2 separate regions of the Sus scrofa genome follow, and region 1 is linked to region 2. A link is a contact called in public HiChIP or PLAC-seq data. All regions are on one chromosome and are shown on one strand. Each heading gives the region's core, a stretch centred on a gene start, on an enhancer-like site or on the middle of the called end of the contact. The rest is flanking DNA. Distances are from core to core; before and after follow the strand shown. Region 1 overlaps UBE2E2 (UB2E2). Region 2 overlaps LOC106505551 (a long non-coding RNA gene).

What was found. HiChIP or PLAC-seq counts read pairs in DNA pulled down with a chosen protein or histone mark.
Region 1: an H3K27ac HiChIP or PLAC-seq map of alveolar macrophages shows a contact between it and region 2. The contact joins two enhancer-like sites. A contact is called at or near these places in 1 of 47 Hi-C or Micro-C datasets (embryonic fibroblasts) and 1 of 2 datasets of contacts at active chromatin or transcription factors (alveolar macrophages).

The regions. Positions count from the first base shown.
Region 1 is chr13:10,039,172-10,045,208 of Sscrofa11.1, forward strand. The region is part of intron 2 of UBE2E2 (UB2E2); the gene reads left to right. Among named protein-coding and RNA genes, the nearest start is that of UBE2E2, 38 kb to the left of the region's middle. Within about 2 kb of position 2,365, at least 1 of the 83 cell types and tissues checked has an H3K27ac peak or open chromatin away from gene starts, as enhancers often do. A contact at or near this core is called in alveolar macrophages, where this site is marked.
Region 2 is chr13:9,868,169-9,874,489 of Sscrofa11.1, forward strand. All of the region lies in intron 2 of LOC106505551 (a long non-coding RNA gene), which reads left to right. Among named protein-coding and RNA genes, the nearest start is that of UBE2E2, 130 kb to the right of the region's middle. Within about 2 kb of position 1,738, at least 2 of the 83 cell types and tissues checked have an H3K27ac peak or open chromatin away from gene starts, as enhancers often do. A contact at or near this core is called in alveolar macrophages, where this site is marked.

The DNA.
Region 1 (6,037 bases), core at 1,115-3,614, 170 kb after region 2:
TATTAATGTAAAGTTTTAAAAATATATATCCTTAAAGAATTGTATAATAGCTGATAAGTTATGTATGTCAGACCCTGTCCAACCCTGTTTAATGTTAACAAATCTATGTAGGTCAGTAGACCCTGGACTAGGAGATATATATATATATTTAATTCTCACCAACTCTATTAAGAGTGAAGACGTTATTATAGCCTTGTAGATGAGAAGCTGCAGTATAGTCACACAGCTGGAGTTCCCGTCGTGGCTCAGTGGTTAACGAATCCAACTAGGAACCATGAGGTTGCAGGTTCCATCCCTGGCCTTGCTGGTGGGTTAAGGTTCCGGCATTGCCATGCATGAGCTGTAGTGTAGGTCACAGACACAGCTCAGATCCTGCGTTGCTATAGCTCTGGAGTAGGCTGGCGGCTATAGCTTGGATTAGACCTGTAGCCTGGGCACCTCCATATGCTGCAAGTGTGGCCCTAGAAAAGGCAAAAAGACAAAAGAAAAAAAAAAGAAAAAAGAAAAGAAAAAAAAGGAAAGTCACACAGCTATTAAGTAGATGAGCCAGGATTTAAATGCAGACTGGCTCTGTTTCCTATACTCTTAGCATATCTTCTGTGCTGATTCTTGATTCTCTATTACATTACTGTGTCATATGTAAAGGTTCCAAATGCCCACTCCAATATATGGAAAGTGACTGCTTTGAGGATTCTGAGATTAGGTCTGTACTCAGTGAAAATTTTCTCATTTTATATTTTGGGCTGTTTTGAGCATGAGCTTGGAGAGCGGTGGTATAACATCTTTCTCACCTTGTAATCAAACTAGATTATCAGAAAGCTAGTTAGTCTTATATTTTAGTATTATTCCCTCATATTTCACTGGTCTTTATAAGATGCAGTTATATGGTAAATATTTCTGCATCTCCTATGAAACTGTCTCTTACAGTGTTCAGTATTACTTTTATAAGAATTCGCATGCCATATTCTTCAAAGATTTGTTTCAGAGCAAAGTTTTCTTACGATCTGGCAAGCTTCCTTCTATCAGCCATTGAGAATTATTTCGTCCATTGTGTTTTCTCTTTGCTTCAGCTGCAAGGAAGCTTGGAGTTGTATTTCATTTTCATTACAGTAATTTTATTAGCCTAGGCTTTTGATATGGATAATTTCTTCTCTAGTTCTCTGTGGCAGGAGTTTTAAATCCATCTTCTGTGTCTCAGCTTTAGGAGTTCATGAACCCCTCTCAAATGATAGGTAAAATTGTTTGTGTGCATGTGGGAATCTAAGGGAGTGTCCTCAGCTTTTATCAAAATTTCGGTGACCACAACCCTCGCCCAAGAGATAAAGAACCATTCTCCTCTGGGTTAGCTGTTCATTTTATATTTTAATGGTCTAATTGTTAGTCTTATGGTCTAATAGTCTAAAAGTCTCTTGTTATTTCTGTTTATGAGCTTTTTGGTGATAAGTAGGCTATAAGTCATACCTTCACATTCAAGTTGTTAGTCTATTTCTCAATTTTGTCAGAAAGTTATAAAGCACTTCTCTTTAATTTTAAAAACACAGTCTTGGAAACTTGAAGAATAGTTGATGTCTTCATGCAAACTGTATACTTAATATGTTTATTTTTTTATTAAAGGAGTGTTTCTTAAATTTATTACCTTAAATAGTAATAGTAAATTATTTGTAAAACAGTTAATTATTAACTTATATTTTGAATTAACATATTTACGCCATAAAATCTATATGTGTAAATGATATTCCTACATCTTCCTATCTTCTTCCTTTGTTCTGTGGGTAAACAGAAAAGATTAGATTCTAATCATCTCTCTGGATTACTTCTGCATTAGAGAAACAACTCTCAAAATCATAGGATAGGGTTACCAGCAGTTTGCCATACTCATATATTTACAGGTAAAAGTTACAACCATTAGAGGTAAATAAAGCCTATGCTGCTAACCTCACTACTTAGATTCATTTCCTTAGCTGTCGTTTTAAGTGTTTTTATAGGTTTTCAAATGCAGATTATATTATGCTACATAAATGTGTTATAATGGGGGGGCATGTATTATGTTTTTATTGTAACAAGTTTTTAGGTCTAATTGACTGTTTATTTGCAACAAAGTAAAATCACAATTACTCAAGTTGGAAAAGAAAAATAAAGCTATCTGCTTTTCACTAGCAATATCTTGGTTGTTTAAATCTATAAGTTGTATATAAATATTTTTCTGTTGAGCTGATGACTGACAAAAAAACTTCCAAGGTGTCATTATAATAAAAATGGTTGTATCTGTGAATTATTATATAGCAGTGTGAATTATGCGTGGATTGTAATAAATTACTCAATAGTTTTTAATGCCACAGTTATAGAACCCTGTGAGTAATAGAGATCTGAGGACTTATGACTTAGGAAAATGAATCACACACTCTTATCCAGCTTGGTACCCTGCAGGCTGTGTATATAAAAAAAGAATTTGTGTGACTTAACCATAGACGTTGAAATTTGGTGTGCCAACAAAAACAGATTTTCTTAAACAATGTGACTTATGGTCCCATAATAGAAAGAACAGACTAAATCTGTGGCATTGTCTTGTCCTTCATTATAAAGTGTGTTTACTTTTGTATTCATGGTGGTTTAATAGCCTGTAAAGAGACTAGTAAGATTGTAATAATGGGTAGTATTTTCTACATTTTATCTTTTAGTAAGGAGTATATGAGAAACATTTATTGAATGTAAATGGTACTGAAATAGGTTTTGTGGGATCATGCAGAGATGGCTTACTTCTTACCCATGGGCGGAGAGTTAAATATAAAAGAGAAGTAAAACTAAGAGAAAGATACCACTCCAACTGAAAGCATGCTGGCTATGCCTCAGTAGCAGTGGAAATGTTCATAACCTTTAGTTCACTAATTTAACATACGGGCCTCTAGCATATGGAAAATAATTAAAAATAAAGACTATTACATGCAACAGTGAAAATGTGAAGGTAAACAGTGTTATGTGGAGAGAAATGCCTGAAGTTAATTCTTTGGATGGTTATATATCCAGTAAAAACAAATAGGCAAACTATTTGGGAATATGAAAAGATGTATATAAAAAGGAGTAGGCCATATTATATGTCATTTGTGATTATAAGTGTATAAAATTAGAAATATTTTTAAAATTTGAAAGGAAAAGAAAAATTTAGTTGATAATCCTGGTGCTAGAGTCATGCATGAAGTTATCTTCTTTCCTCTCTTCTGGCCTCTTTTTGGAGTAGTAGTATACTAGTCTTAAAATTTAAATGTAGGTTTATATTTTCAAGAAGATCTAGTTCTTGTTCTCAAGGAACTGCTAGTCTAGTGGGATAGAATTACCGTAAAAGGAAATATGTTACTGCCTTGAGAGAGACAACATAAATGCTCTGGGAAGACTCTTGAAATTCAGTTTTCTACATACTGTGTTCTTATAAATTCAGGTGAACCTTAAAATTTAATATTTCTTCATGAAATAAATAAACTAGATTTTTAGAGGTACTAAAACTGTTAATGAGATGCTATTTCTTTTATTCACATTTTGATTGTAGAACCAATCATTTATATTCTACACTCTTATGCTACAGAATAGTCAGCTAGGTATTTACTTAAATAAACTTGAGCAATGCTTATACAACTCCTGGCATATATCTGAGGGTGGGAGTGAATGAAGAAGACCTTGGTCCCAGCTCCAGGTCTTTAGTTGAGGAGAATGTCTTTGCATCTGATTAGACCCTGCTACTTCATTAATACCTGCACCAGTGTTCAAGGAGGAATGACTTGAAGTCATGGGGGAGAGGAATTTTGACTGAGGGATGCAGGAAAGACTTTACAGAGGTTGTGACAGGCCTTGAAGGATGGTAAAAGGTCATGAAATAAGCAGTGATGATTTTCATTAGGGGCTTTAAAAGCACACAGGATCCATGAAGTAGATATAGGACAGGTATTGGGAATAGCATGCGTGAAGTCACAGAGATAGGAATCCTGGGTTTAGGGAACATCTGGGTTGCTGTGTGTTTCTGGTGATGTAAGTAATAGGTGTTTGTGTGTCAGGGAGAGGAGACTTGGTAGTCAGTGTTTAGGAAGCTGGTCCCTGCTAGTATGTGCAAGTGACTGGGTAGATAGAGGTGAAAAAGTTTTTTTTTTTTTCTAGAAACATGTCATCTAGTATGTGGACCAAGAATTAACTAAAATCCAATATATTGGCTTAAATTTGTATGTTAAAGGTTTTTTTTTTTTTTTTTTTTTTTTTTTTTCCTTACTAAAATTCTTACAAAACTGATCCAAACATTGTGTTTTTTAAAGGAACCCATAGGAAATGGGATGATATGGGGTAGGGATTTGATCCTGTCTGGGAGGGAGGTGGGAGAGGGGTGACAAGGAGGACTTGTAGGAGGCTCTGTTTTCCTGGGCTTTGAAGGAGAAGTAGCAATCAGGGAAGACAGCAGTAGGGAGAGATCAGTCTGGAAAGGTGTAGTCAGATTATTCTCAAGGTGGTTATACAGACTTAAAGGGATTTAGGGACTCATTTTCTTTAAGGCATTTTTTTCTTGAGCCTCATGATATGTCAGTAAACCGTGTTTAAAAGAAATTTGGTAACGAGAAGGATAAGCTGGTGCTGCCTAGGTGGTTTATGATTTCGCATAACCAGGCCATCTTCAGCCCATCTTATTTAAGAACAGTTTGTTGGGAGATAGTGAAGGGCAATGTAAGGAGTTGCTTTTATTTAATTTTAAAACAGCACAATTTGAAAAAAAAAGGTGAAGGTTTACTAATGAAATGCTGTGTGAGCAGAAAGCAAAAATTCAGAAATTTACTGAGGCAACTAAAGGGAACTGAGAAATATAGATGTAGAAAGAGTTAAAGTAGGGAGAGGTGATATTTTCAAATAATTGATACTGGCCTAGATGGGAAGTGGTTGACAACCCTGAACACTCTCCTTTTTTCTGTTTTTAAAAATAGGAGCTTCTGAACATTTTGCATTTTATCGCCTATAAGGACTTTGTCTTGATTTTTGGCAGATTTAGATTCTTTTAATTTACTATTTTACTGTTCGATAAATTTCCAGTAGCTGGGGATGAAATACTCCAGCATGGCAGCTTTTGAGAGTATTTATTAGTAAACTTACTTTCTCAAACCAGCTTTCAAAGTTAATTCAGGAAAAGACAGCAACGTTGCCCATCTTAACCCTGTGAGGCAGCCGTGGAGGTCATCCTGCTTGCCTGCTTTTAGAAATAAAGTTGGTGTGTGAGTCAAGGCCCCCTAATTTTTCTTTCATTGTTATAAATTTCAGATTACAAAGTTTTTTTTAGTATATACATGCTTTCAGTGTATATGGCAGATACTTTACTGAAATTAATAGGATTGTATTTATGATCTTATGATATTTCTAATTAAAAGGATAATTATTTTAGCTATTTGTATATCTAAGTAAAATATTGATACTAGCTTGTTATTGAATACTTGGCAATTTAGACTACTGTTTTTGTTAGCCTTTTATTTCCATAACAAGATGTATGTGCCTGTGTGCATTTTTATTAGTAATATAAAGTAACTTTTTAGTGTTTTAATCTTTGACAAAAAACAGGTTAGTTCAGACTATATTCCTAAAGGGTATAGTACTCATCAATAGCATTTTAGTTCTTAGTTATAAATGTAAAAGGTGAAAAAAAGTGTGATTTGTTGAATTTATATTAATTTCTTTGAAAGCAATTAATAAAGGCCCTTTGAAATTAGTAGGACATATAAATTCTTAATAATAATACTAAATTAGGTCAATAGCATGGCTGCATTTTTTGATCTGAGATTCTGTGTTTTAATGCAGTGCTTTAGATATTGCTTTGATATTTAGTTGTTTACTTTGAAGTTTTATTTACTTAGTTCTAAAGCTCACATGTACATACACACACTCACTGGTAACACACACAAAACACTTTCTCCTTGTTGTCCATTTCCATTTTATTCCCCTAGAGGTTGCTAGTGTGGCATCTGGTCTAGCTTGAGTAATATGCAGTTTATTTCAGTTCTTCCTAATGCAGCTGCATGTT
Region 2 (6,321 bases), core at 488-2,987:
ATTCGAGACAACAGGTAATCAACCAAAGATACATGGATGGTGTTTTCATCCAGGTAAATGTTACACCCGTCATGCATTTTCTCGACACAAGTATCATCTCTTTGCAATGTCTATCATGGGCACTGGAAGAGTCAAAATTAGGATGAGACAAGTGAGGCACCTAAGGTAAAAATTGAGGAGGCGTTTGCACAAACCTGAAAATGGGTGCCTCCTGAAATTTTGTGCTTTGAGCACCTGCCAACCACACCCTCCGTACAAAAGTATGGCATATGTGTTGTAATCTATCTTCTTGATTCTAGAACCATATAACAATTTTTCCCTTAACAGATTTTTAGAGAAAATTCTCAAACATCAGTAAGCAATTATAGAGATTGGACGTTATCTTCAGGAAATCTGGCTTTCAAGTTTCCATTAGCAATGCATCAAATTACATCTAATTAAATCCTTTGATGACATAAGTAGAATCTCTGTACCATTTGTTCTGTATTTTTAAACCTAAAATAACCTTTAAACAAAATGTTACCCGATGCTTTCTCATTCTAGAGAAGAACCAGAAACCCTTGCAAATAAGCTAGCTCCCTGTACGCCTCTGGTGTGCATCACTCGGAGTGGTAAAAAGGAATGAGAAGAAAAGAATTCTCACTGAGAAAGAAAGATGGGATGACCACAGTCCATGATGGCTTCCCTCAGCTCTTCTCAGTACTGGGCACTGAGGTTTTCCATCTACAGCCCACGTTCCACCAAGTCAGGGCTCCCTCGCTTGTTGTTTAGGGCTGGTGGAGCAAACAGTGCCCCAGCAGCACCCATGGGCATCACCTAAGAGTTTGTTAGATATGCAAAAATCTCAGGTCCCACTCCAGCCCTGCTACGTCAGTACCTATATTTTCACAAGATCCCCGAGTGATGTGTAGACATGTCCAGGGTGAGAGGCATCTTGGCATTTGCAAGAGTGGGAGCTTTTCCAGGGCTGAGCTGAAGGAGCGGGAAGGAGGGGACAACTGGGGCTGGAGGTGAGGAGGAGGGGCCACTGGCTGGGAGCTTCAGCCACAGAGGAACACGGGCTAAGATGGAGGGTCAGGGCTATAAATATCCCCACTTCCAGAGTACCTGGTACCTCTTCTAAGAGGTGGCTCAGCAGTAAAGAACCTGACTAGTATCCATGAGGAAGCTGGTTTGATCCCTTGCCTCACTCAGTGGCTTAGGGATCCAGCGTTGCTGCAATCAGTACTGTGGGTTACTGATGTGGCTTGGATCCCAAGTTGCTGTGGCTATAGCGTAGTCTGGCAGCACTGCAGCTCCAATTTGAACACTAGCCTGGGAACTTCCATATGCCACAGGTGGGGCCCTAAAAAAAGACCCAAAAAAATATCCCCACTTCCTTCTCTGCCACTTTTCAGTCTCCTACCACTGCCTCCCATTAACCGAAACCAACTGGAAACAAAAAGACCAGGGAGCCGAGGTGACTTGGTCCATGGCAATCAGCTTTCCAGGGCACAGCACTGCAGGGAAAGATGGAGAAGAGATCTTGGGCAGCAGGAAAGAGAACAGCCAGCACAGGGAGCAAGTTCCAGTGCCTAAGGATATTGAAAAAGACGTCAACTTGGATTTTTTTTTCTTTCCTTTTTTTTTTTTTTTTTTTTTTTTTTTTGCCTTTTTAGGGCCGCACCCAAGGCATAAGGAAGTTCCAGGCTAGGTCAAATCAGAGCTGCAACTTCCAGCCTAGGCCACAGCCACAGCAACACCAGATCCAAGCCAGATCTATGACCTACACCACAGCTCAAGGCAATACTGGATCCTTAACCCACTGAGCGAGGCCAGGGATCCCAGGAATCGAACCTGCTGGATTCATTACTACTGAGCCACAATGTAGGGAGAGAAGAGGTTGCTTCCCCTCCCCAAACAAGGTAGAGATCTCTAATGAAGCGCCAAAAGAATTACTTATAAAGAACAGGTATTACAGCAAGAAGTAGAGATGGGCATTTTATTCCCTCTCTGGATGTCTGACCGGCCAGCAGCTCTAAGTCCATGCTCTCTACAAAAGAGAAGGGACTTGGAGAGAGATGGCAAGTGGGGGATGGGAGGAGTACCAGGTAGAAAGAAAGTCAGGTCTGTCCCCAGCCCCCTCAGGTGCTTGATTTCAGACAGACATGGAAGATGAGATAAACCCACTGTCTGCCAGCCTCAGAGATGATTTTTGCCAAGTAGAGGCAGAAAAACTTTTCTTAGAACAGTCACAGTCAGGTATTTTAAGAGGCAAAGGTGTGTCTTATCAAAGAATGAGAATGGACACCATCCTTGGTTGGGAGAGGTACGCCAACATGACCAAGGGCTACAAAAGCCCCCACTGCTGAGTGGAAGCCAGCCACTCTTGCAAGAGGCGAATTGAGACTTTCACCACCACTGAGCTCAGAAAGGCTAGAAACAGCAGATCCCGCCTAGGAAGGAAGGTTATGAGTCAGTTCCCCATGCCCATGCCCATGCAAACCCAGCAGCTGGAGTCACACATAGATCTGGGCTTCACTAGAGTTGGGGAGGAGACCTTCTCTCAACTGCATTTGAGATTGACGTATTCAAATAAACATAATCATCAATATTGAAATGAAACCTTCTAACTGAAGATCACAAGAAAGTTATGGAAAGGCGCTGGGGTATTAAGGAACCGACTCAGCACCTAATCAAAAATGGAAGTTTCAAATATCACAGTCACAGGAAAATCTACTCAATGGTTTGTAATAATCTATATAGGAAAAAAAGAATGGATATATTCAGTGTATGACTGATTCACTTCGCTGTACACCTGAAACGAATATAGCATTGTAAGTCAGCTATAGTCCAATAAAATTAAATATAAAAAATATAGTCATTTTTTAAAATGAAATCATTTCATATTTATGTTCCAACTAATTATCTCCTCAATAATTATCTTTATATTTAAAAAGTTAAATATAGGTGTTCTCTAGTGGCTCAGCAGGTTAAGGATCCAGTGTTGTCACTGCTGTGGCATGAGTTCAATCCCTGGCCTGGGAACTTCTGCATGCCATGGGCATGGCCAAAAATAAGTAAATAAATAAATAAATAATAAAAATAAAAGGTTAAATAAATAGACTTATGCATATAAAAAGAACTGGAAAGCTATTTATCAGCTTGGTAATGGAAGAGAGATTATGGCAAGTGACAAGCCTGAAAGATAAATTCTTTGGAGTTTGAAACATAATAAGCATGTATTTACATTTTATTTATGGAATTATCATAAGGAGAAAATGAAAATCTTTCTTGCACATTCTCTCTGCGGCACTGTGAGCCCTTCTAAAGGTGAATAACATGCTGTGAGGGTGGGAGGGGATCATACCTGCAAAGCTTTTCTTCTAAGTCCTGGCAGAAAAGATGCTCAATTCGTCTTCTCATCTTGGCTCTCTCATTACACTTTCATCACTAGCATCTTACATGAAATGCTGTGGTCCAAATGTCATTTTATGTTTAACAATGAGAAACATTAGCATAAATACTGCAAATCCAGCTATTATCTTCATTTTCATTCCCATTCGAAGGCTCGGTATTAAATATTTTCTTCATAAATGAAGAGCATCTTGTCAGTGTTTTCAGTAGAGGTGTATTTATTCAATTCTTCCTAGGTTCCTTTTGCAGTCTAAAAATAAATGTGTTTTTCTGCTTACCATGAACACAGCTGTGACTCAAATTTTTCCTTCATCCTTGTGGTTCTGACATGCCTTTTCCTGGATCAGTCTCTCCCGTGGAGCACTTTTAGCGAGACTCCCAGAAAAGCACCACATGCGTGATTCCAAACGTGCAGAATGTCCCAGAAAACCTCAGCGACGTCTCCCCGTGTTCCTGCCTCCATTGCCTCGTGAGTTTTATCGTGTGCCCTTTCCTGGCTCACACCCATCTAGCTCTTTCCCTGCCGAGCTGGCAAAGCCGCTTAGGCAACTAACCCCTAGCGGTCCACTCTTCATCCATTCTAGAAGCATTTACAAGGGCTTCCTCTGTGTCAGGTCTATATGGGGGCTGGAGGATAACAATGGATAAAATATGCTCATCCCTGGTGCTCACACACCAAGGCCATGACGTTCCCATGGCTTATCAGTCAAGAACCGTATTCCAAGATTAACATGAATACCGTCCCTGCGACGCTTTGTACTTTTCAATTGTGATTATCATGATGAGCTTTACGGTTAACACTATACTAGTTGGTTGGGCGACACACGCGCGCGCGCGCACACGCGCGCACACACTCACACACACAAAGCTCCACTTCATTTTCTTTCACATTTTCTGCCTGTGATAACCTCCTCTCTGGGTCATAAAATGTTAACAGAGTAATCTTAATTTTATGAGCAGTGAAAGCTGTTAACAGTAACTTTAAGAGTGTTTACTTAACATAACAACCAGATTGAACATGACTTGATCCAGTGGCGATACATCACAACCCTTAAAATGCTGTCACAATCACGACTATTTTGTTGAATGGGCTTAAATCAGCTATGCAAGTGAACTTCTCTGGCATAATTCACATGAGCCACAAATGAAACTAGAGGTTTACTCTTCTATCACTATTCTGCCTGTAACTCTGAACTCCCTGGAAGGACTTTTGTTGGAAATACCTGATTTACTGTGATTGTCCCAGCTCTCTGCTTACTTGTGCTTTTTTTTTTTTTTTTTTTTTTTTTCCCCACTGTACAGCAAGGGGGTCAGGTTATCCTTACATGTATACATTACAATTACATTTTTCCCCCACCCTTTCTTCTGTTGCAACATGAGTATCTAGACATAGTTCTCAATGCTATTCAGCAGGATCTCCTTGTAAATCTATTCTAAGTTGTGTCTGATAAGCCCAAGCTCCCAATCCCTCCCACTCCCTCCCCCTCCCATCAGGCAGCCACAAGTCTCTTCTCCAAGTCCATGATTTTCTTTTCTGAGGAGATGTTCATTTGTGCTGGATATTAGATTCCAGTTATAAGTGATATCATATGGTATTTGTCTTTGTCTTTCTGGCTCATTTCACTCAGTATGAGATTCTCTAGTTCCATCCATGTTGCTACAAATGGCATTATGTCATTCTTTTTTATGGCTGAGTAGTATTCCATTGTGTATATATACCACATCTTCCGAATCCAATCATCTGTCGATGGACTACTTGTGCTTTTGAATAAAGTTCATACTAACGTAGCCTTTCAGATACAAGCACGTCTTTAATTAACTTGTCATTAATTCCACTCATCAAAATAAAGCTTTTGAGAGAATTGTTTCTCAACATTGAGTTTACATTGTTTATTTGAGAAGAAAAGAAACACGGAGTTTCCTGGTGGCTCAGCAGGTTAAGGTTAACCACTGCTGTGGCACATGTTGGGTCCCTAGCTCAGGAACTTCTGCATGCCTCAGAAAAACAGCCAAAAGAAAGAGACAGAAGAAAGAAACAAAAATTCAAAGAAAATAGAATGTACAGGCTTTGAAAGAAGGGAAATTAGTAAACCCATGGCCTGTGAAACTCACCTCTGAATCTGGCTCTTGGGACCAATTAAATATTGTGTCGGGAGTTCCCATTGTGTTCAGGAGAAACAAATCCGACTAGTAACCATGAGGTTGAGGGTTCGATCCCTGGCCTCAATCAGTGGATTAAGGATCCAGCATTAACCGAAAGCTGTGGTGCAGGTTACAGACATGGCTCAAATCCAGAGTTGTTGTGGCTGTGGTGTAGGCCGGCAGCTGTAGCTCCAATTCGACCCCTCGCCTGGGAACTTCCATATGCAGTGAGTGCAGCCCTAAAAAGAAAAAAAATTGTGTCAGTTGAAAGAATATTGTGGGTCATCCTTAGAGTCCTGCATGGGTATGAATAGTCCTTCAATATGTCAAAATCATGGATGGTATGTTTTCTGGATTTTCTTTAACAATAAATTGATTACCAAAAATGTTAAGTAACATATTCTAGTATTCTACAACCATGTTGACTTACAACTAAAACCAAAAATCTTCTATTTAGATAGGGTGGAATTAGGACAAGCAATTCCAATTTGTTGGTTTAAAACCATTGCTCCTGTTAAATCTTTAAAATCTGTTCCCTCCTTTCCCTGCTCAGCTTGGAGCTGAGCCTTTGTTCCCCCCACCCCTGTTTCCTCCCTCCCTCTCAAGTCACATTCCTTTTAAGTATGAACTCACTCAACTCGTATCCCTCAAGCAACTTCTCACCAAACTATTCCTTAGCAGTATTTCAATCCAGCCAGAACCAAATTCCAACAGAAGGAATGTGACTCCAAGCCAGAACCTTATCTTTTTATAGAACAGAGTAGAATCCACAGCTATTTGGTA